2 separate regions of the Sus scrofa genome follow, and region 2 is linked to region 1. Evidence: chromatin contacts called from public HiChIP or PLAC-seq data. All regions are on one chromosome and are shown on one strand. Each heading gives the region's core, a stretch centred on a gene start, on an enhancer-like site or on the middle of the called end of the contact. The rest is flanking DNA. Distances are from core to core; before and after follow the strand shown.

Evidence for each region. HiChIP or PLAC-seq counts read pairs in DNA pulled down with a chosen protein or histone mark.
Region 2: an H3K27ac HiChIP or PLAC-seq map of alveolar macrophages shows a contact between it and region 1. The contact joins the promoter of MRPL51 here to the promoter of CD9 in region 1. A contact is called at or near these places in 1 of 47 Hi-C or Micro-C datasets (mesenteric adipose tissue) and 2 of 2 datasets of contacts at active chromatin or transcription factors (alveolar macrophages and skeletal muscle).

The regions. Positions count from the first base shown.
Region 1 is chr5:64,458,090-64,462,068 of Sscrofa11.1, reverse strand. CD9 (CD9 molecule) reads left to right here and starts at 2,286. Exons shown (of 8, transcript NM_214006.1): 1 at 2,286-2,445. The coding sequence starts at 2,380.
Region 2 is chr5:64,165,504-64,169,255 of Sscrofa11.1, reverse strand. It overlaps MRPL51 (39S ribosomal protein L51, mitochondrial), which reads right to left and starts at 1,838. Exons shown (of 3, transcript XM_021092433.1): 1 at 1,493-1,838; 2 at 1,298-1,408; 3 at 270-586. The coding sequence starts at 1,571. The coding sequence ends at 390. NCAPD2 (condensin complex subunit 1) reads left to right here and starts at 1,846. Exons shown (of 32, transcript XM_021092430.1): 1 at 1,846-2,629; 2 at 3,371-3,520. The coding sequence starts at 3,394.

The DNA of each region.
Region 1 (3,979 bases), core at 1,037-3,536:
TACATCATTAAAGTGGCGGGGCTACAGAAAGTATTTTTTTCTTCGAGTTTTACTGAGATATAACTGACACACGGCACTGTGTAAATTTAAGGTGTATAACATATGGAGTTCCCGTCATGGCTCAGCAGTTGGCGAACCCAACTAGCATCCATGAGGATGCAGGTTTGATCCCTGGCCTCACTCAGTGGGTTAAGGATCCGGCGTTGCATGAGCTGTGGTGTAGGTCACAGACACGGCTCAGATCCCACGTTGCTGTGGCTGTGGCATAGGCCAGTAGCTGTAGCTCCAATTCTACCCCTAGCCTGGGAACCTCCATATGCCACGGGTGTGGCCCTAAAAAAAGACCAAAAGACCAAAAAAAAAAAAAAAAAAAAGGGTGTATGACATCATTTGACTCATATACATCATGAAATGAGGCTCACGATGGGTTCAGTGAACCTCTAATCTCATACACCTACAACACTAAAGAAAAAATATTTTTTCGTTGTGGTGAGAACACAGGACTTATTCTAACAAGCTTCCTTTATAACTTACAGCAGTGTTAATTATATTTCTTAGGTTGTGCATTACATCTCTAATACTTATTTAACTGGAAGTTTGTACCTTTTGATTACCTGCAACTAATTCCCCTTCCCCTACCCACCCACCCCCACCTCTGATAACCACAAATCTGATCTCTTTTTCTATGAATTTACTAGTTTGTGAAGTATAAGTGACCTGCAACACTCTGTTTGTTCCTGACACATCCCATAGTGATTCAATATTTCTACACATGTCAAAAGGATCACCACGATAGCTACCATTTGTCACCATACAACGACATTATATAATTATTGACTATATTCCTCACACTGTACATTTCCTTACCCATGACTCATTTATTTTGTAGCTGGAAGTTTATACCTCTCTCCTCCCCCTACCTCCCTCGACTCTGCCAACCACCTGTTTGTTCTCTGTATCTATGACTCTGTTTAGTTATATTTGTTTGTTTTGGTTTTTAGAATCCACATATAAGTGAAATCATACAGTGTTTGTCTTTCTCTAATTTATTTCACTTAGCATAATACCTTCTAAGTCCATCCATGTTGTGCCAAATGGCAAGATCCCATTCTTTTTTATGGCTGAGCAATATTCCACTGTATGTATGTTAACACATCTTCTTTTTGTTTGTTTGTTTGTTGTTTTAGGGCTGCACCCATGGCATATGGAAGTTCCCAGGCTAGGGGTCAAATCACAGCCACAGCAATGCCAGATCCTTAACCTACTGAGCAAGACCAAGGATCGAATCCACATCCTTATGGATACTACTTGGATTCATTACTGCTGAGCCACAAGAGGAACTCCGCTATTTTTAATTTTTTGAAGGGATCGCCTTATTGTTTTCCACAGTGGCTGCGCCAATTCACATCCCCACCAACAATGCTCAAGGGTATCCTTCTCTCCACATCCTCACCAACATTTGTTATTTGCAGAACGTTTTTGAGCAGAGGAGAAACACCCTCAGAACTCTGGCACTGGAGCAACCAAGAGGTGGCAGCGGGCAGAATTAAAAGGCAAGAGAGAGGGTGATGTGGAGCAAAGGCACGAACAGAAGCCAGGCTACAGACTTTCTCTTCTCCTTTGAGCAGCTGAACTGCAAATGCAGGAAACACTCCCAGACTGCCCAGCCCTCAAACATATTACTTTTCAGTGATGGTATTTAAGAATTACTCCCATAAGCCTTCCACCGATCTTCCCGCCTGGACTCCAAGCTTCTAATTCCTCCTACTCCGCCTGAGTGCTGAATAAGAGTTTGCTCCAAGAGTGAAGGTTTGCAAGGAGCCGCCCCAGGGAGAAATAAAGCCAGGCAGCTTTCCTTCAAATGGAGACCAAAGCAAAGGGAGCCCTCATTGGAGGGCAGCGGGCTTTGAGTAAGGGGTCTCTGCACCCACCACCTGGGGAAAGTCTCCCAAAGTAGAGGGCTGGGGACGCTTGGAATCCAGGTGAGAACTGGAAGGGCGAGGCCACCGCATAACTCCGGGATGAAAGCTGGGCAGGGATGACGGCCTGGAAAGACTTCAAGACGGTTAAAGGAAAGGGGGAGGATGGCGGGAAGTCAGGTCCGGGTAACTCGGGGAGAGAGCCTGAGGCGGAAGGGCCCCGGGCCCGGGGCCCTGGGCGGGGCGGGGCAGGTGGGCCGGGGCGGGGCGGGGGCGGGGGCGGGGCCCGGCCCTTGCGCAACACTGCGACGCGCGGCCGAGGAGTGGCACCTTTTAAAAGTGCAGCCCGGAGGCCCGCCCGCAGCCGCCCGCACTTCGCTCCGCAGCCCAGTCCCGTGTGTCTCGGCCGCAAGCGCCCTCGTCCCGCACCCGTCCGGCCCAGGCCAGTCTAGCCCGCACCATGCCGGTCAAAGGAGGCACTAAGTGTATCAAATACTTGCTCTTCGGATTTAACTTCATCTTCTGGGTGAGTGAGCGGCTACTGCCGCGCGCTCGTCTTCGGGGCCACCTGTCCGTCCCGGGCACCCCGTCCGCCTTGGGGGTTGCCGGCAACTGGCACCGCCCGCGCGGGGAAGACTTCTTGGGGGAGGAGAGAGGGCACTGCGGCCGCCCGCGGGCTGCTTGGCCCGGGCGGAGACGGGCGGGGCGGGCGCGTTGGTCCGGGGCTCGGCGGAAGCGGAGCGGGAAGGGGGCGCGGGCCGTAGTGAGCTGGGGTGGCAGGGGGAAGATTTGTGTTTGCTCCTACCCTGAGTCCCTCCGAATGCAGGAGGGAGAAACGGAGAATCCCTGTGCTGGGGACTCAAGGCCCTGGCCAAGGGGGATTGTGACGGGTAGTGTAGCTTGTCATCCGGGCGGGGTCCGCGGAGTGGCCGGGGCCGCGAGGAGGGAAGGATGCGGACGCTCCTAGGGACTTTGGTGGCGCCGAGGGAGCCCAACCAAGAGTTGTTGGTGCCTTTACGCTGGAGAGGAAGGGGCGCGCCGGCTGCGAGTGTGTGCGCGCCCCCGGGCCCCGTCCCTGGATGATAGTTGGGATCCCCCCCTCCTATCTCGAGAAGGAACCTTCAGGCCCCCATTCTCTCAGGCTCTTTCTGAGTCACCCAGAAAAAGTCTGAGCTTCCCTCGAAACTACCTGCAAGACTAGCTTGTCTTGATTTTTTTCCAAGGGCGATAAGTATCTGAACTGGAGAGAACCGGGGGAGAACTGGGCAGAGGTGAGGTAGAAGCGGATGGGCACCTTTTGTGGGATGAGTCCTGTGTTTCTCTATTTCCGGGAGAGATCAGGAGCCCGCCTCAGTCCTTCCAACCCAGCAGCCAGGCGGGGCCACAGGGAGTGGACAGTCACCTGGGGAGGACCCAGGCCAGGGAGCTTCAGAAGTCTCGCTGCCAGCCACTCCCAGCCTCTCTGCAAATGGGAAGTCTGAGGCTGGCCGCAGAAAAGGGGAGTGTCCCTGCCACACGTAACCTTGAGGTATTAAGGAACCATCCAGAGAGAGAAGCAAGGAATCCAGGATTTTATATCCCCGGGCCACCTCCCCTGCTCACAGATGAACAGTCTTTGCTTCTCTGTGGTCAGGAGGGCATTTGGAAAGGCAGGCCCTGTTCCACTCTTAAGAGAGACGGCTGTAGAAGCAGGGACATGCAACCAGAGGCTTCTAACAAAAATGTAGTTATTCCCTCGGAGCTGGTTTCCCCATGAACCCCAAGGAAAATCTCCCGAGATTTAATCCTCCCTGGAGCGGACAGAGATTGACCTGCCCTTCAAGAATCACCCCTCCCCCCCAAAAAGGAGTTCCTATCATGGCTCAGAGGCTTTGCCATGAGATGTGAGGTAGGTCCCAGATGTAGCTCAGATCTGGCGTGGCTGTGGCTGTGGTGTAGACTGGCGGCTACAGCTCTGATTCAACACCTAGCCCAGGGAGCTTCCCTATGCCGCAGGTGTGGCCCTGAAAAGCCTGCCCTCGTGAGGATGGAATATAGGTGTCCCCAGCCCAGCTTTAGGG
Region 2 (3,752 bases), core at 589-3,088, 290 kb after region 1:
AGGCATGTGGAAGTTCCCTGGCCAGGGATTGAACCGAAGCCACAGCAGTGACCCAAGACATGGCGGTGACAACACTAAATTTTTAACCACTAGGCCCCTAGGGAACTCCATCATTTTTTACGTTTTAAACACCATAGGTATGGCTAGACCACAAAAGACAAGTGGTAAAGTCCAAACCTAAGACAAGACTTAGGAATGAATCACACTTTCTAGTCTCCTGAATGAGTAAAAGCAGCATCTAAAGGAAAATAACGCATATGGATAACACATTCCAAAGAAGTCCCATTTTATTACTGCGGGCATACAAATCTCTTTCCTCATAAGGAAAAGTACTTCCTCCTTCTCCTGGGTGGTAGATATGCCTCCTCCACAGTTCCTAGCTTTCTCTTCTACCGGTACTTTCCATGTCGGTTAAAGTGTTTGTAGAGATAGCTGATGCGTTTGTTAAGATTGTGCAGGTCATCAATGAACATCCGATTTCCAACCATTCTCTTCTTTCGGATACAACGCTGTAATTCATTCCCCTTCCAGCCTCGAAGCCATATGGGGCCCTTGATCAGTTCTTTGGGGTGTTTTTCAAAGTTTCCTATGTAATGTGAGATAACATGTTAGTTCCAAGAGGAGAAAGAACCTAGTCTCCACTAGCTAAGCCTTCAACAGAGTTGCATCTACCTGAGCAGCACCTATAGACAAGACACATTAGGAGTTCCCGTTGTGGCTCAGTGGTTAACGAATCCGACTAGGAACCAAGAGGTTGCGCCTTAGATCCCTGGCCTTGCTCAGTGGGTTAAGGATCCGGCGTTGCTGTGAGCTGTGGTGTAGGTTGCAGACACGGCTTGGATCCTGCGTTGCTGTAGCCCTGGCGTAGGCCGGCGGCTACAGCTCTGGCTACAGCTCCGATTAGACCCCTAGCCTGGGAACCTCCATATGCCGCAGGAGCGGCCCAAAAAATCGCAGGGAAAAAAAAAAAAAAGACACATTATGCTACAGGATCAAGACCACAGACTCTGTAGCCTCGCTGCTTGGGGTCAAATTCTGGCACTGCCATTGACTAGCTTTGGGAAAACTAGGTTATCTCTGTGCCTCAGTTTCCTCACCTTTAAAGTGAAAAGATTATAAAGATTAAATGTGTTAATGCATGCAGGACACACATAACAGTGCCCAACACAACGTAAATAGCCACATAAATGTTTGTTCTTACTATTGAACATGGTATCATTTCTACACAGGTGAAAAATTATAGTCGTTACGACATAACTTCTGTTCTGGAATTCTGCACCAAGGAGTCAAGTCTTACCCAGGATCCCGATATTGTCATACACCCCGAACATGGCCCTCTTCTCGTTCCAACGATCAACCACTTTGCGAGGCGGGAGAGTGACCCTTACATGGAACAATCTAGGAATACCTAAGGAAGGGGAAGAAAAGGAATGAATCTGAGCCGCTTACTGAGAAACAGTTCTCGAGGCGTCTTACTGCATGAAGCACTTACCCAGAGAGAAGCTTCTACAGGTCAAGGGCAACCGGCCCCACAGGCCCCTGCCTGTCACCCAAGAAAGGCTCCCTGCCATTGCCCTCGTCTCTCTGCTACAACAGCCCTCTGCAGGAGCACAGGAGGGAGGGCCAGATGTGGCCTTCGAGGAGATAAGAACCGTCCCCACTGGGTTCACATTGGTATTACATGGACGCAGCCATCTTGGGCTTTACCCAGGTAGCTCAGGGCGCCAGACTTGCCGGGCCCCGCTTGGCCCCGCCTTCCCCAGCGGCGAGCCCCGCCCTCCAGGTTCCGGGGCAGAGGGGCCTTGTAGCCCTGCCCCGCAGAGGCGTTTCCGGTCTGCCCACCGGAAGTTCTGGATTGCCAGAAGAGCTGAGGGGCCCGTGTCGTTGTCTAGGTCGCCCCAAAACTGAATTTCAAGAAAATTCACCCTTTCCTGTTTCTTTGGGCTTCCCTCAACTGAGGGAGATGAAGGTCCAGAACCGGGAGGAACCCAGAGCTTCCTTTCTCTGTGCCCCACAGCAGTTTTGCGCTGTAGCTGTTTTTATTCCCCTTATTCGACAGGGGAGGAAATCCGAGGCTGAGGGAGTGAAACGACCTGCTGACGTCACCTGGCAGAGGAGATGGCGGAACCCGGACTAGAGCCTAGGTCTTCTAACTGCCGGCCTGAACTTGCCTCCAGTACTGGGGGGTGACTGAGTGTGTCAGTGTCCCAGGGGCACGGCCACCGCCCAGCTAGAAACGCGGCATCTCCTGCAGGCACCACGAAGGCCTCCTCTCCACCGACGGAGTAAAAGGAGGACCTTGTAGGGACTGAGGTGGCGGCGAGGTGAGGGGGCGGGAGCCAGAATCTAGGTCCCGCCCTCCTCCGTTTCAGCGGCTCCTGCGTTATGATTGGTTGGTCCCTACAGCTAGTGTCCTGATTGGCCCACTTCCGGCCGTTGAGATTTGAATTCCAGGTTCGCGGCTTTGCCGGCGCGGTCCCCGGCTCCGAGGCGGGTTTTTGCCTCCGCCTGGCAGGTATTGGCCGGTTTCTCTGCCCGTGGGAGTGCTGCCTAGCTGATTGGTGCGTGTTGTGCCCTTCATGGTTTTTCCTTCACTTCAGCCCCACAACCGGACCCAGAGGAACTGCAGGTGAAGTTCTCTTAAAAGGTGTGGTGTTCAGGGCGAGCGGGGAAGGAGAGGCCGGGAAAATCGGGAACCGGGCGGTATGATGCGGCATCAGGCTGGGAGGTGTATTGGTGCGTCCCTGTGGTACGGCGTGGTAACACAGTCTCACAGATCCGCAGTGGAATTTGAGCAAATTGCTTAATCTTTCAGAGCCTCAATTTCCTGATCTGTAAGTGGAACAGTAGTATTATGCACTCCATGAGGTTGGCATTTGGAGGGTTAGATAAGGTATGACGTTCAAATAGCCTAACAGAACCTGGCACAGAGTAAACAAATACTGCAAATGTTCTCTTTCTGCAAACAGGAAACACATTAAGCCCTACTGGGCCACTGTTCTAGCCTCTGATGAGGCATTCTCTCTATACCTAAGTTTTGCCCATAGAAACAGAAAGAACATTGATATGCCATTTTACAGTTTTTAAAATACTTTCATACTTCTTGACCCATTTGATTCCCAGAGCAACTTTATAAAGTAATCATAGATTAGTAATCCTGTTTGACAGATGAGGCCCAGGGTTAAGTGACATGACCAAGTGTCAGAGTCACAACTAGAATTACATTCTAGTCCGGGTTAATCTCACACTCCCTAAGATAATGTTATTAGCTTGATGTAAGACTAAAAAGCATATGTTTGAGGAGAGAAGTAATAGAACCGAATGAAAAGACAACCTTTAGATATAGACTGATTTGCTGTTTGGCTTCCAGCACTGTGAGCCATTGGGAGAAATATGTCCCCCCAGCTGTATGAGTTCCATCTGCCCTTATCCCCAGAAGAGTTGTTGAAAAGTGGAGGGGTGAATCAGTATGTGGTGCAGGAGGTACTGTCCATCAGACATCTTCCATCACACCTTAAAGGTAAGACGCCACAGCTGCCCTTGTGCCTAGCACTTCAAAACAGCCACCCACATGTAGTTATATCATCTGTCTGTTCCACTACACCGCTAAGCTCCATGAGGGCAAGGAACATGTCTTTCCTCTTATTGTTTTTTTTTCCCTAGTATTTTGTTACACGAAGAGTATTTTCATTAACCACCTTCTCTAGATAATTCAATCAACAGTCTGGGTGTATATGGTTACTCTTTGGGGA